3 separate regions of the Mus musculus genome follow, and regions 1 and 2 are each linked to region 3. A link is a contact called in public HiChIP or PLAC-seq data. All regions are on one chromosome and are shown on one strand. Each heading gives the region's core, a stretch centred on a gene start, on an enhancer-like site or on the middle of the called end of the contact. The rest is flanking DNA. Distances are from core to core; before and after follow the strand shown. Region 1 holds the start of Akr1a1 (aldo-keto reductase family 1, member A1 (aldehyde reductase)). Region 2 overlaps Eif2b3 (eukaryotic translation initiation factor 2B, subunit 3). Region 3 holds the start of Hpdl (4-hydroxyphenylpyruvate dioxygenase-like).

Region 1 (3,465 bases), core at 526-3,025, 170 kb before region 3:
GGAGGCAGAGGCAGGCAGATTTCTGAGTTCGAGGCCAGCCTGGTCTACAAAGTGAGTTTCAGGACAGCCAGGGCTACACAGAGAAACCCTGTCTCGAAAAAACAAAACAAAAACAACAAAACAAAAACAACAACAACAAAAGGGTTTCCCCCACAAGCCAGGGTCATTTATCTGAACCCTTTACCATGCGCACACAGAAGTTAATTGAGGGGAGACCTTGAATACTGGGGCTTTTCTTTTGGATTTGGTTTGGGTTTTTTCCCCAGATATGGTCTCATGTAGCCCAGGATGGTCTTGAACTGTCTGTAGCCAAGAATGGAATTGAACTCATGATCCCCCTGCGTCTCCCTTCCAAATTGGCTTTATAGGCAGGAGATACCATGCCATGCTAGCTGGACAGCTTAGCTTGCTGGAGAAGCACCTGAGGAAGTCACTGACTTCGGTATCTTCAATCCATCTTGGAAAACCAAAGAAAAGTCATGTATCTATGTGTGTCAAGGGGCTGGGGGACAATCCCAAGGCCTTACACACGCCAATTCTACCTCTGACCTACACCTGTTAGTATTTTACTAACTTTGAGCAAGTACTAAAAAAAAAAAAATCTGGGTTGGAGGTGTAGTTCAGTTGGTAAAGGGCTTGTCCGGGGCGGAGTTTGACTCTAGTTCCAGGGAATATGTCCCTTTCTTATGACCTCCATGGGCACCAGGCACCCACAAGGTACACATACTTACATAGCAGACAAAACATTAATTTTTAGCAAAAATTCTTCAAAGAGACTCTGTCTCCAAAACTACCTATAAATAATAACCAATTCTGCCGGGCAGGAAAGATTCATACTGGAATTAAACCTGTATCGCTGCTGAAGTGCAACCTGGGAAAAGTTAACAGGCCTGATCAGAAGCTGAGCAGGTCCTGCGGTCCTACGAAAAGTCTAAACAGTAGAGTCCATTAATGGTAGGCTCGGTAATGTGAAGATTCAAGTATTTTCACTTTAAAAGGCTCCGTAGCGACAGGAGATGTTCAAATTTTCTCAAACCTAAGGCAGAGGCTTGAGCAAGCTAATCTCTCCCCACTTCCGCCACTTCCTAGGAATATCCCTGTACCGCCATTAGGAAAGGCAGAGCGCCTAGAAATTTCGAGCAGATGACCAAACAAAGAGATGGCAAAAGCACGAGATATGCACCAGACACATTCAAAGGTTTATCCCAGTCCTCCCTACAGCACTAATGATTTCCTTGCTCATTCCAACTCTGAGGAAACCGAGGTCCAGAAACACGTTATCTGAGAACAGAATAGGAGGAAGTGCTCAAACGCGAAACTAAATCGCATCCCTCGACGTGCTGGCGCCATTCGCTCAATCCTGGCCCTGACCTGTGGTACTGAAGGACCCTCGCCTTTAACTCAGGAGAAAAAGACGAGTCAGCAGCAGGAAGAACTCACCTTGGCAGTGAGCACAGGCTGTGGAAAAGACAAAGTGGCCCGAATTCAGCTCTGCACTCCAGTACTGAGGCAACAGGGCCCGACTTAAGTCCGGCGGAGAAGCGGCAGCCCCACCCCAGGGAGGAGCGAGGGCCCGGCTCCCAGAACTACGCGCAGGACGGAGGAGACCCCCACTGTCCTGCGAAGTAGAAGAGGGAGTAGAAGCCAAAGCTGGGACTTTGCACATTCCTCCCCTGGGAACCTCTCACTCCACCACGAACGTCTGGAAGGGCCGGGGTCCCGAAACTGTGCATGCGCACAAGCTACGTGGACAGTCTTGGGTGGCTGGCCGCGCCCACAACCGGCCCACAGTGCACCGCGCAGGCACCTCTCTAGGCATAGATTCTTATACTTTCTGAAGAGATCCTCTATGATACCTAGGGGGTCCTTCTGGCCGCCTGTCTTTCTTTCTCTAAAGTGAATTTGTCGGAATCCCCGAGCGGGCCTGATACAAAGTTTGACCAAAAAATACAGAAAATCTTGCCTCTGCAAACCCCATTTTAGAAAGTTACTGATCTTTCACTCAGTACCTTGCACTTTAGCCCTGTGCAAAAGACTTCATAAATATGAGCTGGGGCCGTATAGCTAAATTAATACAGTGCTTGCTTAACATAAAGTTCTGGGTTCAAAATCCCAGCACGGCATAAAATTGAGTCGTTATCCCAGCACTTGGGAGGTGGAAGCAAGGAGAATCAGAAGATTCAGTTTTTCTTGCCTCCTATACATTGACTTTGAGGCCAGCCTGAGATTTATGATCCCCTATCTAAAAGGAAAACATTTGAAGATGGAGAGAAGGGGTGCCGCTTTTTCAGAGAACCCAAGTTCAGTACCAGCATTCATGTCAGGAGGTTCTCAACCACCTGTAACCCCAGCTCCAGGGGATTTAATACTCTCTTCTGACTTCCATGAGCACCCACATAAAGGTGGGGTGTGTGTGTTTCCCAGGGATAGCTTATAAAGGGAAAAAACACAATGGGCTCCTAAGTGGGTGAAGGAGGGCTATAGAGCGGTCGGCCCCTCTCCAAGTTTTTTTAGTAGTTTGAACTTAACAGTTCAAGCTGCCCTGTTATATCTTGCTTGGCTGAGTGAAGGCTGCATTTGGGAAATTTCCAATCATAATCATCGTCATCCTCAGAATATATGGTCAATTTGATCTCTGAGTCAAATTGTGTGTGTGTGTGTATGTGTGTGTGTGTGTTTACAATCAAAGTGCAATATGTTTTGTGTCAACAATATGGAGTGGCCAACAGAAATGAAACAAAAGAATTACAGCCAAGCTCGAGGTGACTTTAAGCTAGGGAACGGGCTTCAACATGGGGACCAGCCTTCATCAGTCTCACTACTCTGACTGTCCTGGAACTCACTATTGTAGACCAGGTTGGCCTCCAAATCATAGTAATCTGTCTGGCTCTGACTCCCAAATGCTAAAATTAAAGACGTGCACTCAGCTCTTTTTCTTTTCTTTTTAAAAAATTATTTTATTACCAGGTGGTGGTGATACATGCCATTAATCCTAGCAATCAGGAGAAGAGGCAAGCAGATCTCCAAATTCAAGGCCAGCCTGTTCTACAGAGTGCAACCCTGTCTCAAAAAAACAAAAACAAAAATTTATTTTTACTTGTATGTGTGTGTGCCCGAGTATATGTCTGTTTACCACATGCAGGCAGGAGCTTAAGGAGGTGAGAAATGACCTAGACCTGCAGGTCATTCTTCAGTGACAGGGTCCTGAGAGAGAGGACCGGGAGATCAGAAGATAAGCAGAAAGGTAAAGTTTCAGATGGGGAGGTCTTTCACAAACCATGTCTGTTAAGAAGCACAGCATCTTATATATTATTTCCAGGGGAGAAATTGAACACAGCAGCAAGTGTCATACAATGGAACTAAATCAGGGGAACGCTAATAAAACAATGTTGATTAAGGGGAACACAGGGTATCTCAAAAACATTACACGCTAAGCTCTCCGCAGCCTTTGGACTGATAACTAAA
Region 2 (3,588 bases), core at 1,068-3,567, 240 kb after region 3:
AAGGTGTAAATCCAGAATGCTAAAGAAAATCAGTTTCTCTAAGCTTAAGCTTATGCAGCTGAGTGTGAGTTTAGTTATTCTTTAGAGAATCTCCACTTTATTTCTGACAAGCATGTGTTTTTAATAGATCAAAAGTGTAAGGTATTTGTGCCAAATATTTAATAAGAAAATCATGATGCTCTTCCCACAGTGTTATGTGGTTCACTTTTAATTCTAGTCAAGGGGTCAAGGGTGGTTTTTTGTTTTTTTCCAGGAAGGGTAATAAACATTTAAAAACAAGCTTTTAAAGATATCTTTTTTTTTTTTAAAGATTTATTTATTATTATATGTAAGTACACTGTAGCTGTCTTCAGACACTCCAGAAGAGGGCGTCAGATCTCATTACGGATGGTTGTGAGCCACCATGTGGTTGCTGGGATTTGAACTCCGGACCTTCAGAAGAGCAATCGGGTGCTCTTACCCACTGAGCCATCTCACCAGCCCTTAAAGATATCTTTTTAAATGAAATAAATGTTCACAAGTTCATCTTGGAAAGTTTAGGCAATTGTATCTGGGGAGACAAGGACATTTGTCAAGACTGCAAAAAACATGGCCAAATCTATTTTGAGGACTAAAGTTAGCGGGGGAAAAAATGGTTTAAAATTCAATTGTTTCATTTGTGGAAAGTCTTGAAATTCTTATCTAAATTAGGAGTACCCCTATTGATACATAACCAGTCCCAATTCCAAAATACTTCTCTCATTTTATGATTAGGATAGGTAACATATAAGGACATCTTTTTAAGCCAAAATTTGCCAATTGTGGTAGCACCTTTAAACCCAGCACCCAGCAGGCAGAGGCAGGTGGGTCTCTGTGAATTCAAGGCCAGCCTGGTGTACATAGAGCTTCAGAATAACCAGGGCTCCATAATGTAACCTTGTCTGAATAACAACAAAAAGAAGGAGAAGGAGAAAGAAAACGCTATATTTTTCCATATTTTTTTTCAATTCTGTAAGGAAACTTGGCTATGAGAACTCTCATGTCTTCAGACGTGACTACATGAACTGGGAAGTGCAAGGGTAGTCTTCCAACCTCTGCCTGTGTGGTTCATCATGTTGCCAGTTTGATAGTGTTGAGTCTTCAGTAGTACAATCAGCTTGTTCTTAGCTTTCTCTTTAAGATTCTGTTTTCTTGGATATACTGAATCTGTTACCACCCTTCCTCTGTGGTCCAGCTTCCAAAATGTGTAGTCCTGGACTTTGTCCTTGTAGATTTATATATTTTTAAATTAAAAATAAACAAATAGCTGGTTAGTGGAGGTATATGCCTGTAATTGAAGCACTCAGGGAACAAAGGCAAGAGGATCTCTGTGTTCAAGGCCATCCTGGTCTACAAAGTGAGCTCCAGGACAGCCAGAGCTACACAGAGAAACCCAGTCTCAAAAAAACAAAACAAAACAGAAAACCTTCACTAACATTTTCAGTACACAGTGATTAGTGACTGGTCAGTCCTCACTTCCTTCGCTCCTCTTCTGCTCCTTCTGTCTCTTCTCTGTGACTACCTTACACTAGTGTCCATCCTCCTCCTCCTCCTTTCCATCTCTTCCTTCTTCATTTAGTCTAGCTCCCCCTCATAGCCTTAGTTATTCTTGCATATCTACTCGTGCAGCCTTGAGTGTTCTTTTTTTTCCATATAATATATAAGGAATAGTTATTAATTTTTTTGTATTGTGTTGTGCACACTTGCCATAACATGCATGTGGAAGTCAGTCAGAGGACAACATTTGGGAGTGGATTCTCTCCTTTCACCATTTAAATTCTAGGGTTCAAATTTGGGTCATTGGGCTTGGTAACAAGCTTCCTTCCCCACCCCCAACCTCCTCACCCCATCCCCATCCCCAGCCTCCCCACCCTACCCCTGCCTCTGGTGCTGGGAGATAAACCCTGGGCCTTGTGCAAGCTCTCCACCCCTGAGCTGTATCCCTAGCCCAACCCTCAATTTTTAGTTACTTTGTACATCTGTTTTGTCAACTATTACATAGAGCTTTTGGGGGGTACTCTTTGTTCTGGCATAAATTGTCATCATTATAAATTCACAGTTCCATCTTGATTGAACTCTCAAACCCACATTACAGTCTAGCCTGTCTCTGCTGGACCAGCCTTCCTTCCATTCCTCCCAGCAACTGCTTTCAGCCTTCAGTCTGTACTAAGGGAAGCTACTGCTGCTGCTGCTCCTTCTCAGGAGAGATCCTACCAAGTGACAGATTTCCTGGATCTGCTCTGTCTATACACTCACCCTCACGCAGACTCTCCTGCAGCTCTGTTCCTGTAGCCTTGGAGGAAGAACTTGAGGGAACGCCTTTCTTTCTTCAGGCCTCTTAACTCCATTCTCCTGCCACCACTGTAACCTTGCTCCTCTGCTTTTCCCACAGTCTCTGGGCTTTTCAAACTTGTCCTGTATTGTCTTTCCTCCTTCCAGCTATGAGTACATTGTTTATAGAACAAAGCACAAATTCCTTAGGCTCCAGTCACCTATCCATTCTTCCTCCTACCACAACCCTACCCCACAGCTACAGAGAGCTCCTCTGACTTCCACATTGCTTTTTGTTGTTGTTCTAATGGTCATTTGTCCTTTTTGTATATATGAATGTATGTCTGTGTGTGCATGTACGTATGTATATATGGGTGCCCCTACAAGGTCAGAACAGGACACTGGATCCCCTGGGACTAGAATTATAGGCAGTGAGTTGTCTGATATGGTGTTAGAAACTAAATTTGGTTCCTCTGGAAGAATAGTACATGCTCTTTTTTGTTTGTTTTTTATTTTGTTTTGTTTTTTGAGACAGGGTTTCTCTGTGTAGCCCTGGCTGTCCTGGAACTCACTTTGTAGACCAGACTGGCCTCGAACTCAGAAATCCGCCTGCCTCTGCCTCCCGAGTGCTGGGATTAAAGGTGTGCGCCACCATGCCCAGCTAGTACATGCTCTTAAGTGATGAGCCATCTCTATAGCCCCCTTTTGTGTGTGTGTGTGTGTGTGTGTGTGTGTGTGTGTGTGTTTGTGTATACCCAAGTAAGGTGGCCCATGCTTGTAATCTCAATAGTTGAGAAGCTGAGGCACCAAGGTTGCTACAAGATCAAAGTGAACATGGGTGACATAGTGAGATAATATCTAAAAGTAAAAACTGCAGATAAACAAAATTAATATTAAATAGAGTAGTTACAACAATATACTGTAATAAAAGTTATGTAAGTAAAATCTTTCTCCCAAAATATCCTATTATGCTTGTTATGGTGGCTCATGCCTTTAATCCTAGTACTCGTTAGGGAGAGGCAGGTAAATCTCTATGAGTTCAAGGCCATCCTGGTCTATATAGTGAGTTCCAGTCAAGCCAGGGCAACATAGTGAGACCCTTGTCTCAAAACAGAAGAAAATAAACAAAATCCTATTATAACTTTACTTCTTAAAATAAGCAACAACTGTATATATAGTGTCTGTGTGTTTTGAGACAGGGTTTCTCTGTGTAGCCCTGGCTGTCTGGAACTTGCTCTGTAGACCAGGCTGGCCTCAAACTCAAAGATCCACCTGCCTCTGCCTCCCAATGCTGGCATA
Region 3 (3,681 bases), core at 757-3,256:
GCTCGGGTCTGACTTCCTCTGGCTGACAGTTCTGGAGGCTAGAGGCACCCTGACCAGATGTTCTCCCTCGAAAAAGAGCAAGGGCAGCTGGAGGGAGCAGCTGTCAAGTGCCTGACATCCATCACTCCCATCTGGGTCTCAGGTCAGCTCTGATTGGAACTAGACATCACCTTACCCAGGCGGCTGAGCTATGCTGGCCTCTTAGTCTGCACCTGCAACAGGTGCTCCCTAGAGAGGTCAGCACAAAGGAAGATTTGTATCAAATTCCTTCCTCAACAACAGAATCATTCATTCAGGGTACATTTCACCTGTAATGAAACTTCAGAAAGTAAAAGGACTAACAGTCACAAAACTTGAAGGGTGGGTGGGAGGGAAATGCAGGAAGACACAGAGGCTCAGGAGTGTGGTTGCCTTACGACCGGATTCCTTTATTGATATTACCTAGACATTTTAGGGGTTCTTGCTGTTCTAAATCCCATCTCAGATACTGTTTGGGATGAAGATCACACCTGACCCTGAGGGAACTAGAGCCTTTCTATCTGGGTGTAGTTCTGTGGAGGTGTGGTCCAGCTCCTGCTGGCGTGTGTCAGTTCCAACAGGCAAGGAGCACCAAGGACAAGTGGCAACTCCCAGGCCTAGCCTGGGTTAGGCTCCCTGGGCCCTGGCTGCTTCCTCTTGCACCGACTGCCATAGTGCCCTGATGTTGTTCTGGCCAAAGCCTGTGGCCCCCTGTCTCTGAATCAGCTCCAGGAAGAAAGTGTCTTCGGCGAAGAGGGACTTGGTGAAGACCTGAAGCAAAAATTCGTCTTTATCACCATCCAGCAGGATTCCCTGCCGTTCTAGAAGGCCAGGCTTGTGCCCTGCGGCTAGAATTTGTTCTTCTTTGCCGGGCTGCTGGTAATAAGCTTCAGGAGGAGTCAGAAGCCGGCATCCCGCCTTCGCCATTCCCTCAGAAGCATCTATGATGTTAGGAGTGTACAGTCCTACGTGCTGCAGGCCTGGCCCCCCATGCCGGGTTAGAAATTGCTCTACCTGGTCCTGTTTGCTGTTGAGTCCCGGTAGGGACTCCGCCAGCACGAGGGTGGGGACAGTATTATTCGGCGGAGTCTGCAAGGCAGTAAGCCGTAGTCCCCCTCGCCCAGACCCTGCAGCCACCTTGAGGCCCATCTCCGGATCCTCACCTGGGCTCAGCGGCAAGTGATGAAAGCCTAGGCAGTCGTGGAACCAGCGCATAAGCATAGGGGAGCTGCCGGAGGTGCAGGCCAAGGTCAAGTGGTCCACGTGGCTGACCCAACCTGGGCCAGGTGTGCAAGGCAGAGGTCTGAACCCGGGCAGGAAGGATCCGCGATAGCCAGCACGCTGCAGCAACGTAAGGCTTAGATTACCAGCCGGAGAGCTGAGCACTGTGTAGGTGGCTGTGCCCTGTGCATCTCTCACCCTAGTGGGTGGTACCGGCATGATGCAGCCGCGAGCCGCCAGCGCGCGGGCGGCGCCGTCCACATCCTCCACGTCGAAGCACAGGTTCGTGGCACTGGGCACCGAATGATGCGGGTCCAGGCTGTACAGTGGCTCCTGGGGCCCGGTACCCTCATTCACTAGAAAGACAGCGTCCCCGCTGCGCAGGGCCAGCTGTCTCCAGCCGCCTGCTTCCCTCACCGCCAGGGGCTGGAAGCCGAAGACACGATGTAGGTCCCTCGCTAGGGGCTGCCCAGCTGGTACATGGAAAGCGATGTGACACAGGCGACGGGCGGGCGCAGTCATGGCGAGCCCAATTGCCGGCCACCCGGATCTGTTCTTCTGGGACCGCTCACTTGTTTAGAACTCCAAGACTCTTGGTCCAGGACTAGTAGTTGGAAGCCGGCGGAGTCCTGGTGTATCCGAAGATCGTGTTTCTTGGTCTTTTCTGGGCAGAGGTCGCGAAGTCAAACTTTGGGGGACTGACCCTCTCGGCAGGGCCACCTCAACCAGAAGCCGGCTGAGGACCACAGGCTCTGCAGGGTAAATTGTATGAGAACCACGCGGACGCTGTGCGGGGCGGACCAGGAGGTCAGGGTGGAGCCTGAGACTCCGCCTTTGACACTCCCTCCGGTCCAGAACCTGTCTCCCGGAGTACAGTGGGGACGAAGGGCAGTTCCTTCACAGGGCCTTGGACCAGGTCACACCCTTGGGCAACTAGCCACCCCTTCCGGGGCCCGGGAAGTAACAATAGCCACCTTCACTCTGTGCCAGGCGCTCTCTTCCCGCGACCTTAGAGCCTAAGGACTGCCCGTGTGGGGGAGGAGCCCCAATCCTTTCTCAACAGACGGAATTTTCTTGGCCTGGTACTTTTTTTTTTTTACAATTCAGAAGTTTGTGTTCAAGAACGGGCTCTGTTAACGTTTTATTTATTTATTTTTCTTTAAGTTTTATTGCATTATGATGAGAAAAGATACATAATTTCAATTTATCTTATTATTTTAATATTAAAATATTTTCAGTTACAGATTTTCAATCCCCAAATGGGGCGGAGAAATTGATAGAAGAGCAAGCGTTTACATTTCTCTGTATCTGGCAATCTGCACTTCACCTGACTCTTCAATTCTACTTCTAAGTGAGATTTGGAGGGATTAGAAAACTACTGTGTTTTGTTTGTTGTTCCTGAAAGGAACTATTGCTCATTGCCTTAGTAGGTCTCCAAGAACAGCCCAGGGTTGTTCTTCCTAAAGATATAAAGAAGTTGATACCTTCCTAAAGATATCAGCCAGGGGAACTCAAGATTCGTGAGATCACTAGAATGAGGAAACTGGAAGTCTTGTGAGACTTCAGCTGGAAGGTCCTTGAAGCAAGGTTATAGGACATTGAAAGGGCAAAATGAGGGAGCAAACCTGAGAGAAGAAGCAAGCCAGACTCGGAACAATTGTGTTGGGAAGACATTTGGGAAGGACAACATGCCCAGAAATTTGTCAGGAAGTGACAGAAGGCTGCCATAGGGGGACAAGACTTAGACAAGGAGGCTTGTCGAGGTCAGGGCCTCTTCCTCTGACCAGTGATCAGAAGAACATGGATTCCAGAGCTAAGCAGCCCTGGGTTAGAAATATCTCTGGGCTGGGCGTGGTGGGTCATGCCTTTAACCCCAGCACTCAGGAGGCAGAGGCAGGCAGATTTCTGAGTTCCAGGACAGCCTGGTCTACAAAGTGAGTTCCAGGACAGCCAAGGCTACACAGAGAAACCCTGTCTTGGAAACAAACAAACAAACAAATAAACAAAAAACAAAAAAGAGAAATATCTCTAACATGTACTCACAGGACTTTGGTCATGTTGGATAATTTCTCAGTTTCCTTATCTACAAAAATGAGCTTTCGCCAGGCGTGGTGGCGCATGCCTTTAATCCCAGCACTCAGGAGGCAGAGGCAGGCAGATTTCTGAGTTCGAGGCCAGCCTGATCTACAAAGTGAGTTCCAGGACAGCCAGGGCTATACAGAGAAACCTTGTCTCAAAAAACAAACAAACAAACAAACAAACGAGCTCTCACCCCAACACTAGGGATCAATGCTAGGGTCTCACACAGGCTGGGCAAGCACCCTACTTAACTACATGTCACCTCTAACCCAGATTGCTGTGGTTGAGACACTGTAAGTTCCCATTAATAGTAGCTGTAGTTACTGTTTTATTTTCATTACACAATATCAGTGTTACTTTCCA

The links. HiChIP or PLAC-seq counts read pairs in DNA pulled down with a chosen protein or histone mark.
Region 1: an H3K4me3 HiChIP or PLAC-seq map of embryonic stem cells shows a contact between it and region 3, with 5 times the contacts expected there. The contact joins the promoter of Akr1a1 here to the promoter of Hpdl in region 3. A contact is called at or near these places in 1 of 39 promoter capture datasets (neural stem cells), 3 of 115 datasets of contacts at active chromatin or transcription factors (the SCID.adh cell line and embryonic stem cells) and 3 of 9 other capture datasets (adipose tissue, liver and pancreatic islet).
Region 2: a contact with region 3 is called in an H3K27ac HiChIP or PLAC-seq map of embryonic stem cells, with 14 read pairs. The contact joins the enhancer-like site here to the promoter of Hpdl in region 3. A contact is called at or near these places in 2 of 39 promoter capture datasets (embryonic stem cells and hippocampal neurons), 9 of 115 datasets of contacts at active chromatin or transcription factors (bone marrow-derived macrophages, differentiating embryonic stem cells, embryonic basal ganglia and 3 more) and 4 of 9 other capture datasets (adipose tissue, embryonic stem cells, liver and 1 more).

The regions. Positions count from the first base shown.
Region 1 is chr4:116,649,899-116,653,363 of GRCm38.p6, forward strand. It overlaps Akr1a1 (aldo-keto reductase family 1, member A1 (aldehyde reductase)), which reads right to left and starts at 1,776. Exons shown (of 9, transcript NM_021473.3): 1 at 1,441-1,776.
Region 2 is chr4:117,054,399-117,057,986 of GRCm38.p6, forward strand. The region is part of intron 5 of Eif2b3 (eukaryotic translation initiation factor 2B, subunit 3); the gene reads left to right. Among named protein-coding and RNA genes, the nearest start is that of Eif2b3, 37 kb to the left of the region's middle. Within about 2 kb of position 2,318, at least 34 of the 459 cell types and tissues checked have an H3K27ac peak or open chromatin away from gene starts, as enhancers often do. A contact at or near this core is called in embryonic stem cells, where this site is marked.
Region 3 is chr4:116,819,502-116,823,182 of GRCm38.p6, forward strand. It overlaps Hpdl (4-hydroxyphenylpyruvate dioxygenase-like), which reads right to left and starts at 2,007. Exons shown (of 1, transcript NM_146256.3): 1 at 406-2,007. The coding sequence starts at 1,761. The coding sequence ends at 646.